Linked DNA regions of Ovis aries: region 2 is linked to region 1. A link is a contact called in public Hi-C data. All regions are on one chromosome and are shown on one strand. Each heading gives the region's core, a stretch centred on a gene start, on an enhancer-like site or on the middle of the called end of the contact. The rest is flanking DNA. Distances are from core to core; before and after follow the strand shown.

Region 1 (6,712 bases), core at 2,895-5,394:
GTGGGGGCCGGAGACAGCCTCAGCCTCAGCATCATTAAGTTGACGTGTTTCCTCAGAAGCTCTTAGGGTGCCTTCAGTCAAGCAAAACCCAGGCCATCTTGCCCTGCCAACCAGACATATCCAAACGACAAGCCGTTTGCTCTGGGACCATCAGTGTTCACTTCTGAAGTGATTCCAAAGAAAATGAACCATCTTTAACATTTCCAAAATAATGTAGCCTCCAAGACAGGACAAAGCCTGCAGTCACCTCTTCAGGAATTCAGTAGGGTCCTTAATCAAGTAATGGAGAAAAACAATTCCAGAAAAGAAAATAAAAGTTGTAGACATATTTACAGAAACAGGTTTGATTAATTGATGAACATTTTGATGAGAATTTCAAGTGATGAAAATAATCCCAGAGGAAGTCAGGCTGTCTACTGTGGGCCTTGAGTTTATAGGTCCTTGGAGATAAGAAGTGAGAACCAAGAAGCAAGCACCATAGTTTCAAAGGTGCTCTGTGCGCCAGAGTTTCTGCATGCTTTCTCACTTTTTTCCTGCTTAGATAACTGATTTCAGTAACTTACCCAAATGACTGTATTTCTCTAACAATTCTTCATTATGCTGGCGTTATCTTCTATATACAGTATGGATCATTTTTCTCCCCTTCTCAAAAACTTGCAATGGCCCCTTTTATCTGTAAAAAAGGAAGTCCGAACTCTCTAATGTACTGTGGTCTTAAACATCCTTTACCAGGTTTGCAATAATAATAGGTAACATATGATGAGAAGCCATTGGCACAATGATCAGGAGACTGGGGTCACAGTTCTGCCACTAGCTAGGAGCTCTAGGGCAGAGTTATGTAGCCTCTGAGCTTCAGTGTCCTTTGTCAAATGGGGCTAGGAAGAGTATTTAACTCATTGAGCTCTTGTGATGGTCCAATGAGAATAAATGAGTTCTATTCTCCATGTATCCCTCATGTGTTATCTGTTCCTCACATCTCGCATTCATTGTCATAGCTTTGCTTATGTTTTCTCAGCTATACAATCTGTTTCATGCACCAAAGCCCTCCACCCATTTTCCACTTGCAGAAACTCTTCTTGAAATTCCAGACCTGGCTTGAAATGCCACCTCCTCTTTAATGCATCTCTTGGCCCTTCCCCCATCAAAATGTAATTGTCCTCCACATGCACTTCTATTATTATTACCCCTCATTCAGCCTCACATTACATTTTGAAATTCACATATTTGACTCTCTTTTCTCCTGGATTATATATTATCTGACGTTCATCATATGCCAGCTTTTAACTTTCCCTCCATTCCTAGCACCTATCAAAATGATTTGCACAGGATCAACACTCCCTTGGTTGTAACTGTCAATTAAAATGGACTTGCTTTAAAATTCAATCCTCCTATTAATTTAGTCTCCTCTCTGCTTAATTTTTTTCATAATACAGTATGTAACAAAATGTTAACCATTCATACTCTAGGTATTAATCTACATTTTAAAATTAGTGTTTCCAAAGCTAATGTGGCATAGTATAAAAATTCCACTCGTAATTTGGTTTCCAAGACAGTATGACAGAAAAATTATTCTCTAATACTTAGAAATTCTTAGCTGGGATTTTTAATGTAAGGTTTTTTCATTATAAAAGTGATATGAAAATGTTATAAAACCTCAGAAAAGAGAGTGAAAATGCAGTGCATATTCCCACCTAGCAAATGAGCTTATTTCCTAACGCCCTATTACTCAAAGCATGGTCTGAACCAGTAGCAGCAGAAGCAGCTCGAATCTGGTTAGAAACAAAGAATCTCAGGCCTGTCCCAGAGCAACTCAATCAGAATATGGCTGATTTGCACATTAAAGGTTGAAAAGCACTGGTCTAAGGTACTGCCTGGAACCCAGCAGGGCATGTTTACTGAGCATCGCCTTCCTTCTAACAGATGTTTCTAGAACACCTGCTACATGCCAGTACTGTACTAGAGGCTGTGTCTTCACCTGCACTTCTTCCAGCACTGACTCAAGGATATATGGAGAGCATGCTATCTTCTTTTGAATGTTTTCTTACACAGTCTAAGTAGTTTTGACTGAAAACTGCCAGAGATGCAAAACATCTCATTCTGAAGTGGTTCCACTTCTCTTGTTTTCTCACAGTGATCTCTCTCAGTTTAAGGTTTAATGTGTTTTTATTCTGCTCCTTCTTTGCATTAAGAGCTCAAAAATAAGGGGGAAAAGTCATTGAAATTAACATTCCAGGTAAAGCTGAAAGAACACTTTCTGTTTTCTTTAAGCAGCTTTCCTTTGAGGTTTTCTTTTTTTTTTCTAAATTGTACGTTTAAGGAAGCCCAGAAAAGGTGACATTTCAAAAGTGGATCTTGGGATACTCCTTCAAGAATATGGAGTGGGGGTGAGGGAGCATTTCATTGACTAAAACTGCTAGGTGACAGTCATTCTCAACATGTACAGCACTTACACTGAAGTGCTCTCTAAAAATCAGAAGCTGTATGATAAATAGCGTAGACTTTCTTTTTACTAACCAAGTCTTCCTTGTGGCTCAGCTGGTAAAGAATCTGCCTGCGATGCAGGAGACCTGGGTTCCACCCCTGGGTTGGGAAGGTCCCCTGGAGAAGGGAAAGGCTACCCACTCCAGCATTCAAGCCTGGAGAATTCCATGGATTACACAATCCATGGGGTTGCAAAGAGTCGGACCGTCTGAGCGACTTTCGCTTTCACTTTTCACTCACTCCTTCGGAAACAAAACTTTTGGTCTTATTACACAGCTCAAAAAGCTGAAAAGCAGGTTTAAACGAACATTAATAGGTTAGAAGAGGAAATTTAATGAAATGTCAAAAGGGGGCACCATACAGCAAGAGTTAAGTGTACAGAGAAGTTGCTTTGCCGCTGTGTAGTTACCTTGGAGATGAAGAGGTGGGGCCACTCGGTGATTAAGTGTCAGCTCACCCAGAGGTCTGTTTGTACAGGAGCCTACTGTCTGCTTTTGGCAGAAGTTGCTGTTTCCTTTTCCCGTAAGCCCTCCAGAGTCACTGGGGAGCTGCCTGGCCTGACACCCTCCAGGGTCCCACCATCAAGGTCTGGTTGTTTTTCTCCATTTGCCTATCTGCCAGGGTGTTCGATGTACAAAGTTCTCATCATTACAGAGGCCCTATAGTTTACACCGTGGAAAAGGACCATTTGAGAGTGTACGGAATATTGAAAAAAGCACAAAAATGGGTTTCTATGCCCACAAGCCTCTGGGCTCAAGGGTCTTATTCCAAAATGGGATTTCCAAATAGGGCCGCCACATGAACTGTTCCCAGAAGGCTCCCGAACTTTTCATTTCGAATATGAAAAGGGGGGTCTTATCACCAACCTACCACCAACCCTGCCTGACTTTTAGGGATACTGTGAAGAGCAAATGGGACAAAGAATTTGGAAGAAGGTTCCAAACAACAGGCAATGCAAATGTAAAGTATAATTTCCATTTCTGCAAAATGGGAATAAGTAGTGTGTTGCTGCTAAGTCGCTTCAGTCGTGTCCGACTCTGTGCGACCCCATGGACTGCAGCCCACCAGGCTCCTCCGTCCATGGGATTTTCCAGGCAAGAGTACTGGAGTGGGGTGCCATTGCCTTCTCCAAGTAGTGTGTACCTGAATCTTAATTAGGTAATGGTTCAAATACAAACCATCCTTGATACTGTCATTCAGATGTGATATAGTGCTCTTAGCCTCTTTATCTCTCATATTTCTGCTGCCTGTGTGGTTTATTGGAAATGTTATATATTCCCTGTGTAATTGTCATTGTGCGTGTGTGTGTGTGTGTGTGTGTGTGTGTGTGTGTGTGTGTGTGTAAGGGAAAGAAGGAGGGCAACGCGTGGTTGCGTTTAACCTCTGTGCTGACTGTGTGAAAGGCCAGAGGAAAGACCTGTCCTAGCCAAGCCCTGACTCGTCCAAGCGTGCACGTTCCCCTGCCCGCAGTCTCTGCGGCGGCTATAAGCGCAGGAAGGCGGGAGTAACAGAAGGTGGGGGTCGGGGAGGGCAGCAGAGGGGCGGGCGCCGCTCGGAGGGGCAGCCCGTGAGGGCGCGGGCCAATCGGAGCGCCCTCTGCCAGCGGCCAATCACAAGCCGCCTTGCCGGGCAAATCTGCCCGGCAGTGCCGGGCGGGGCCGCCAGAGTCCGGGGCCCGCCGGTTACACTTCTGAGCGCCTTCTGGAAGCCACAGGGCAGGGGGAACAGTGCGGAGGAGCCCGAGAAGGGAGATCAGGCAGGTCCAGCTTATGTGCCAGCCCAGTGGCACTCATAAAAGCGTAAATCAAGCTGAGGATGGTGCGTCCGGGCGCTCACGAGTGTATAGACACACCGGCGTGTCTGTGTGTCGCGTGGGCACCTGTCGTGTGAGTGGCTCCAGGCGTGGCTGCTCGTAGGACGTTCAGTTTCTGTCAGATTTATTTCGAGGGGCCTACGTTCCCCCGGTCCAGAGGGGGGACGTAAGAAGTTTAACGAAGCTGGGTCTGAGCAGATTAAGGGAACAGCGGCTGGGTCGGTGAGGGTGGGGACTGCGGGTGCTGCGGGGACTGGGGGCTAGGGAATCTCGTCCTTGCCCCGCGTCTTCCTGGGGCACGAAGGCCTTTGGGCAAGACTGGCGTGACACAGCTGGCCCTGAAATGCTGGAGAACCTGGGCGATGATGATCGCTGAATGAGTGGCACTGGGCTGAGCTCGGACAGCTGACTGACAGAAAGGGATGCTAGCGTTTAGGAAGGTAAGAAGGAAACTCAGAATGGGGACCATCTGCTCCCCCAACCCCAGCGGGACAAAGACACTGGAGGTCTGCAATGCCGACTGGATGGCCTCACTCCCTTCTCACCTCCACAACGTCCCCCTTTCCAATCTGGCAATTCCAGGTATTCTTTTATTCCTACTTGTACCCACTCTGTTTGCTTCTGCCGTTTTAGTGTGGTTAATGGGTTGGGCTGCCTTTCTATTGTGCTGAGAAAATAATTGTCACTGACCTTAACTAAACCTCTTTTTATTTCCAACTAAAAGCTTAACATTGAAGCAGCTGCTGTAAAGAGATTTAAGTACACTGCCTCATTGGCAAAAAGGGACTTGAGAATGGAAGCCCCATTTTTGGTTTGTTTGCTTGGGTCTTTTTGTTTTGTTCTTGAATAGACTCATTCTAAGAACATTACCTTCTTAGTGTTGGGGCCAGGGTATGTGAAAGATGTGGTTTTTTGGTATCACTCAAAATAAAAAGAGAGATCAAGACAATGAATAAGAAGTCATGAACAATTTTAGATCTGGATCAAAATTAACACTGTAAAGTGTTTTCTTTCTCATTTATCTGACCTTGCATAGTGGAGAAACAAACAGATTAGCATTTAAGAAGAGGTTCAGAACTAGGACTGAGTATCCAAACACATATTATTGTTGTTGGAAAAGCCAGAACAGAGAACACAGGTGTTTGTCACAGCCAGTCATTAGGTGTGATGAAGAAGTGGTGTTTGAAGCTTTGTCTATATATACACAGGTGTCTGCCTGGCTGATCTAGAACTGAAGGCTTGAAACCCACTTCTGCACCAGCCGCTCTCCCTCCTGGGGGGTTTGTACTGTGACAACACTCTCATTAGATTTGTCCTTTTCCTTCCATCCAAAAGCTGATTAAAGCTGGGTTTCCAGGGAAGGAGGTTGACTACAGTGATCCTGGTATTGTGTGCTGGGCAAGGTCTAGATTCTGATACTTGGAAAGCACTGCCAGGAGCAGGGGAATGGACCACTGCCAATCCTTTCTCTCACCTGGAGGCATAACAATTGCCTTCATCCCTAGACTACCAGGCAAACTCCCAGACATCCCTGGGAGCAGTCTGCCTTTTGGTGGCAGACAGGATGACCTCATGCAACCCCAGGTCTTTGCTTTCTATGCATGAGGAAGAGTTGTGCCAGCTCCAGGTGCAGCCTTCCCTGAGTCGCCTCTTCTTTTGGAGGTCTTCCAGGTTCATCGTCTTCATAGGCTCTTGTTGCTTTTGAGCAAGGAGACGGTTGCTAAATCTCTTTATAGTTATGACCACTTGTGTTCTATCAGCCATTGACTACGGCTCTCTGGGAGATAGACGGTGGTGCTTCAGAACAGGTCTTTTCCTTGTTTAATTGACGCCTGCGGAGTCATTGCCAAAATGATGCACAGGCCTCTTTTAACGTGAGTCATTTGTCTTTAGGCTTTTTGATGGAATTGTTTTGTCAGGTGGTACGGCAAATAGAATGTGTTTGCAAACAGAATGGCATCCTAGGCAGGCACAAAATGACCCTGTCGTTCGGGGCATGTCCGGGTAGGCTCAGACTTCCTCCTTCCTGCTGTACTTTGGACAGTTCAGACCACAGCAGCAGCTCTGCCCATGGTGTGGCTGTGTACTCTGACCCCATGACTCCAAAAAGGAGCTGGACATTTGTCCTGTAATCTCTAGGGTTTCTCCCAGTTACTAGAATTGCCAGAGTTAGCAAATAGTGGGGCCTGCTCCTGTAACTGGAAATTCTGTGGTTATCCACTGAGGGGGCACAGAAATTTGTTCAGCCACTGCTTTGTGAAGTCTTGTCCTTCTAAGCAAAAAAAAAAAAAAAGTGTCCTTGACTGCTCAAAAGATACTGAACTCATTGCTGTGAATGCCCTTTTCCCAGCAGCGGATGGGACATGAGTGTATGCAAAGATATAAAGCTCAGAAGAGGAAAATCGCATATTAAATGCT
Region 2 (6,712 bases), core at 1,268-3,767, 310 kb after region 1:
TGAAAGTGCTGCACTCAATATGCCAACAGATTTGGAAAACTCAGCAGTGGCCACAGGACTGGAAAAGGTCAGTTTTCATTCCAATCCCAAAGTAAGGCAATGCCAAAGAATGCTCAAACTACTGCACAACTGCACTCATCTCACACGCTAGTAAAGTAATGCTCAAAATTCTCTAACAGGCTTCAACAGTATGTGAACCATGAACTTCCAGATGTTCAAGCTGGTTTTAGAAAAGGCAGAGGAACCAGAAATCAAACTGCCAACATTCCCTGGATCATCGAAAAAGCAAGAGAGTCCCAGAAAAACATCTATTTCTGCTTTATTGACTATGCCAAAGCCTTTGACTGTGTGGATCACAATAAACTGTGGAAATTCTTTAAGAGATGGGAATACCAGACCTGACCTGCCTCTTGAGAAATCTGTATGCAGGTCAGGAAGCAACAGTTAGAACTGGACATGAAACAACAGACTGGTTCCAAATCGGGAAGGAGTACGTCAAGGCTGTATATTGTCACCCTGCTTATTTAACTTATATGCAGAGTACATCATGCAAAATCCTAGGCTGGATGAAGCACAGGCTGGAATCAAGATTGCCGGTAGAAATATCAATAACCTCAGATATGCAGATAATACCACCCTTATGGCAGAAAGTGAAGAAGACCTAAAGAGCCTCTTGATGAAAGTGAAAGAGGCGAGTGGAAAAGTTGGCTTAAAGCACAACATTCAGAAAACGAAGATCATGGGATCTGGTCCCATCACTTCACGGCAAATAGATGGGGAAATGATGGAAACAGTGATAGACTTTTTTTTGGGGGGGTGGTGCTCCAAAATCACTGCACATGGTGACTCAGCCATAAAATTAAAAGATGCTTGCTCCTTTGAAGAAAAATTATGACCAACCTAGACAGCAGAGACATTACTTTGCCAACAAAGGACTGTCTAGTCAAAGCTATGGTTTTTCCAGGAGTCATGTATGGATGTGAAAGTTGGACTATAAAGAAAGCTGAGCACCAAAGAACTGATGCTTTTGAACTGTGGTGTTGGAGAAGATTCTTGACGAATCCCTTGGACTACAAGGAGATCCAACCAGTCCATCCTAAAGGAAATCAGTCCTGAGTGAGTATTCATTGGAAGGACTGATGCTGAAGCTGAAACTCCAATAGTTTGGCCACCTGATGTGAAGAACTGACTCATTGGAAAAATACCCTGGGAAAGACTGAAGGCAGGAGGAGAAGGGGGCAACAGAGGATGAGATGGTTGGATGGCATCACCGACTCAATGGATATGAGTTTGAGTAAACTCTGGGAGTTTGTGATGGACAGGGAAGCCTGGAGTGCTGCAGTCCATGGGGTCACAAAGAGTCCGACACAACTGAGCAACTGAACTGAACTGAATTACAGAAAGGACATTCTCAAAATTCAGAGACTGGCAGCAGGTCCCTCACCCACTACATGCATTTTGAGATAACATTGGTACAAGGAGAGTTGTTCCGGGTCATAACATGATTGACATGAATCTTGCAGAAAGGCAGTTTGCCAAGCAAATACAGTCTCATTAACATAGCTTAAGAGAATATTCGCATGAGTAAAACATACTAGTTTGTCAAGAGGGTTCTGAGTCTTAAGTGGAATCAACTTGAAGACAGAGTCCAAATACATAGTTCATTAACATAGCTTAAGACAAACACTTCCATAAGAAAAACACATTGATTAGCTCAAGGTTTGAGAAACTAAATTCAGGCGGAAGCAGGTGTTGTCATGGCAACACAGAATTTTAAAAGAAACCTCTTTTAAAATTTGTATGATGTTAAGGGGGAAAAATATAACACTAGTGGTGTGTTTCTCCTGCCTCTTAAGAGGAAGATGTATAATGCCTGACACTTGCACCCTCTTTCCTCCGTTTGGAGACCCCTGGCCTTCAGGCCTGTTAACCTACTCAGTATCAGGAGTGAGACCGACTTGCAATGCAGCAAGCTTAACACTTTATTTATGTTTCAGTTCCCTCGGGTCTCGGGATGACCAGACGTTTTCCTGTCTAGGAATGTTGCATGGGGATCCTCTCTTTGCTTCCAGTCCTGGAGTATGCACTGATCTAGAAAGCAGGCTACCAAGGACGCTCAAAATATCCCAAGCTGTCATAGACCACGCGGGAACCGACTCCTTGAAAAAGACCCTGATGCTGGGAAACATTCAAGGCACGACAAGGGGACAACAGAGGATGAGATAGTTGGATGGCATCACCAACTCGATGGACATGAATTTGAGCTAGCTTTGGGAGTTGGTGATTGTCAGTGGAGCCTGGCATGCTTCATGGGGTCGCAAAGAGTCGGAGACGACTAAGTGGCTTAACTTAAACCTCCCCACAGACTATCCCAGCAGAAAAACGCTGTAAGAGCGCCGACACTCTGCGCATGTGCGTTCTCTGGGGGTGGAAACTCTGGCCAGGGCTGTTTGTCAATTTGCTGCCTCCAGCCAGCGGCGCATGCGCACCTTTGTTTCTGGGCGCAGTGCGCATCTCAGTAGGCGGGCGCAGGGCGCAGGGGCTGCTGGGAAGATGGCGGGGGTGGGCCTGGCGGCCGTGGCCGCTTGGGTACCTTGTCGCAAGTGGAGCTGGGCGGCAGTCACCTTCGGCTTCCACCATGGTCTCAGCACGTTACTTGCACGGAAGACTGAGCGGACGCCACAGTGGCTCCGAGGTCAGTGTACGAAAGACTAGAGTGAGACGCATTCTTTCGAACATACCGGATTTCGGCGGTTCCTGTCCCGTGCGTTTTTGGCGCTCCGTTCAGAAATCCTCTTTCCAGGTTCTCAGTACCCCAGTTCTTTTAACAATACTGATGAAGGTAGTGAGAGAGCTCTGCCAGACCCCGGGGTATCCTGACAGCCCGGGCAGTGGTTGGCGTCATGCTCTGTAGTTCAAGGATTCTCTCTGCCCAGCTATCCTGTGTTAAGCGCCCAAGACTAGGAAAAATTCAGATGTGCATTTAATGTGTTTGATTATTAATTGCTTTATCTTTTCTGTGCACGTTCTAAGGGGTTTACGGATCGTGACTGTTAGTTACGTAGACCTGCTCTCTCTTGAGCGATTTTACAGGAGGGTTTTACCTGTTCTTTGTAAAAGTGTTAACTTTCGCTTTTTTTTGCTTGTTTTGGGTCTTCCCGCCCCAACCTTGCCGCCAAGATTCCAGCCCAGTAAAAAACATAGCCATTACTCTACAAGGGAAGTTAGAATTTGGACAAAAATTAAAGCCCCTGAATATTTCTTTGTCCATTATTGTTCTCCGGCTCATCTCACCTCCACTCCCCCGTATATATAGCCTGTCTTCCTGAATTATGTCTTTATATTTTGGGATTCATACCCTTGTTCCCCAGCTGTCAGATGCATGGTGCTTGAAATGGGGACTGTCTTTGTAAATACCCTTTGTTTTGAGTTAAAATTTTTAAATATATAGTCAATTTAATTGTTCACAACCAAAAGGCTGTTATATATGTCCCTCTAGCAAAGTATAGTATGTCATTTCAGTAACTAGAATATGATTCTCTTTCACTGTTTAGTAGTTTCACTGAAGATATATGCCTAAGATTTTGATCTAATTCTTCTAGTACAAAGATCATTTATGGATATTGTGTTAAGCAGACCATTTATAACTCATTAAGATTAAATAAATTGTAATGGTCTCATGGAAAAAAGGATAGGAATGAGTTTTTGAATGCTAGAGAAATGGATAAAGAACATTTTTGCTGCTACAATCTGTCAGTCTACATAACTGGCTCCTATTTTCCTTGTTTTTCACTAAAAGTTTTTAATTTGGCATATTTCACTCTGCGTTGAAACTCTGAAGCAAGCCTACGTGTAAAAGGGATAGCTTTAAGGCCTTCAGTTCAGTGTTAAAAAAATCAACTTCTCAAATCCAAAATGAGGAAAACTTTATTAGCTCACATGGAAGAAACTGTGAAGTTTTAATTAGCCACAATAGAGAAAGGTTTCAAGGAATAAAAAAGAGATTTCATTAGTTCAGAAAAAGACTATTAAGGGAATACACGAATCTGATTTCTCTGGAGGGAGAAAATGGGATTATAAATGACTTTGTTTTTAAACATCGTTCTACATTTTTTAAGAACAAGTATTGACTTTATGGCTTCCCAGGTGGTGGCCACAGTGTAAAGAATCTGCCTGCCTATGCAGGAGATGTAAGAGATGGGTTCAGTCCCTGGGTAAGGAAGATCCCCTGGAGGAGGAAATGGCAACCCACTCCAGTATTCTTGCCTGGAAAATGCCATGGCCAGAGGAACCTGGTGGGCTACAATCCATGGGGTCGCAGAGAGTCGGAGGTCACTGAGCACAAGCACCCGTTGACCTTACTGTCGGGTGGGGAAAGAACTTTAAAGATGGTGGAGTGGAATAACATTATAAGGGTGGCCCATTGTCCCTTTTTACTTGCATTCAGGTTTGTGTGTACCTTTCAAGAAAGCCAAACCAACAAATAAAACACAGTGATTGGGAGTCCTATGAGAAATCTTTTTCCGAAAATGGTATTATATATTTACTCAAGATTATTTGTAAGGAAACTGTTAGCAAACCCTCCTCAGCAGCTAGAGAATCATGATTGACTATTACCATGGCCCAAGACCTTATGGGTGGAGAAAGAATAAGTAGTGAAAGGGGCCAGCACCCCTATCTTTGATTCAGTTTCCCAACATTAGACCAGACTTGTTTCTCTCCCTCCCCACCAAAAAGTAGAGGATGTGAAACCCCTCAGACATTAAAAAAATTTTTCAAAAAAGACTGACATCTCCCAAGAAAAGGCTTAAAACTAGTGTAGGTAAGTATGAATATTGATTGATACTGTTTGGGACAGATGATATAACAGCAGCAGGAAAACATTTTTGACAAGTCGCTCTGTCTTTAGTGGCCTAAAATTTCCTTGTGTATTTTGGAAGAATCATGATTGAACCTTGCTCAGAGAAAATCAATTGTGACATGATTTTTAAAGATAGGCGCAGACTTGTGACTTTAATACTTCGTGTCTATATTTTTTCCTATGAAATGGAAATAGTATTTGATATCAATTTGACGAGTTAAGAAAGTTAAGATTGAAAATATGTATGGTTTTCCAAAAACTGTATTTGCAAACTTTATGTTTTGTGTGCTTTGTTTAGCTTGCAGACACAAGACATCAATCTCTTTCCTTAGTCGACCAGACCTCCCAAACCTGGCTTATAAAAGGCTAAAAGGCAAAAGTCCAGGAATTATCTTCATCCCTGGCTATATTTCTAATATGAATGGTACAAAAGCATTGGCGATTGAGGAGTTTTGCAAATCTCTAGGTCACGCCTATATAAGGTAGGAATAACACATTTCAAAGAAAATATTACTACCATTTACCTTAGCAATCAAGAATTACTTCTGCTCTAACCAACTGAAATAAATGCCAGCCTTTTTATAGATTAATTTATCTTAACAGTCTGTAAACTTTCATCTTGTGATTTAGGGTTCATGTAAAATGCAGTCTTTAATAGTTTTTTTTTTTTTTTAATTTTTAACTGGAAGATAATTGCTTAACAATATTGTGTTGGTTTCTGCCATATATCAACTTGAATCAGCCATAGGTATAAGTATGTCCCCTCCCTGGTGAACCTCCCTCCCATCTGGTCTTTGTGCCACGCTGATGATGCTGGCAGACAGGGAAATTAGTCGTAACTTAAGCGATTTAGAAACAATATTCTAACATGACAGCAAACCAGTATACTAGGTGGTTTTCCTTTGGGGACTTAAGGACCGCTGTTATTTAACCACTGTTTATTTCATTTCTTTCAAAATATGCAGTTTAAAATAGCATCTGTGTTTAAAACTACTGTAAAATTAATATTGTGTAATTCACATTTTCACTGAATTTCCTCTTTCCTCTCACTTCTGTAGTCTGAATATGTATATATAAGCATAAGTAAGGATATGTGTTGTTTACTACTTGATTTTACAATTCTTAATATTTCATACTGATAATTATTTTACTAAAATAATGTTTCACTGTTATTAGGGTTGCTTACTTAGAACAGTCATTTATTTAGTGCCTCATTTGCCAGAAGAGATATTATGGGTTAGTAAAAAGAGCACTGGCCTGAAATTCAAGAAACATGGACTCTAGAATTAATGCTAACATTAGCGATGACAAGATGAGTCGGTTAATAAATGCTGGACCTGTTTTCTTCATCAAAAAAGGGAGGAGATTAGATGAAAGATAATTTCTGAATTCATTTCTAGCACTAGCAACCTAAAAATCTATTAGTTTTAGAAGAGTTTCACTATCATTTACTCAATAGGTCTAGACAATATAACTTTTGGAAGTAAAATAAGTAATTAGAAATAAAAATAAAAAACTTTTAGACTTAAAAATAACTTATCTACTCAGTATATTAGCAGAAATTATGTCAATTATATGAATTTAGTCTTACTCCTTTTATCAAATTAACTGAATTATTTCATTTTCATGCTCAGAACTCTTAAAAATGTTCCAAATTAACTGTTATCCTTAAGACTGGAGTATTTTTTACAGGTAGACCTTCTAGCCCTACAATGGCGCTGTAAAATATACAAAGAATTTTAAAATATGGTCATTGCCTGTAAGGATCTTTTAATCAGGGTGGAGGAATGCAAGGTAAAATACATATGGGAAATTAGGCAGAAATATTCTTCAAAATGTGATTATGTCAAA

Evidence for each region. Hi-C and Micro-C count contacts between places; a contact is called where the count stands out from the background.
Region 2: a contact with region 1 is called in a Hi-C map of skin fibroblasts, with 2.3 times the contacts expected there. The contact joins the promoter of ABHD10 here to the promoter of PLCXD2 in region 1. A contact is called at or near these places in 8 of 16 Hi-C or Micro-C datasets (blood, hypothalamus, liver and 2 more).

What each region holds. Positions count from the first base shown.
Region 1 is chr1:177,383,997-177,390,708 of ARS-UI_Ramb_v3.0, forward strand. PLCXD2 (phosphatidylinositol specific phospholipase C X domain containing 2) reads left to right here and starts at 4,145. Exons shown (of 4, transcript XM_004002907.6): 1 at 4,145-4,876. The coding sequence starts at 4,717.
Region 2 is chr1:177,695,915-177,702,626 of ARS-UI_Ramb_v3.0, forward strand. ABHD10 (abhydrolase domain containing 10, depalmitoylase) reads left to right here and starts at 2,518. Exons shown (of 5, transcript XM_004002909.6): 1 at 2,518-2,695; 2 at 5,160-5,343. The coding sequence starts at 2,554.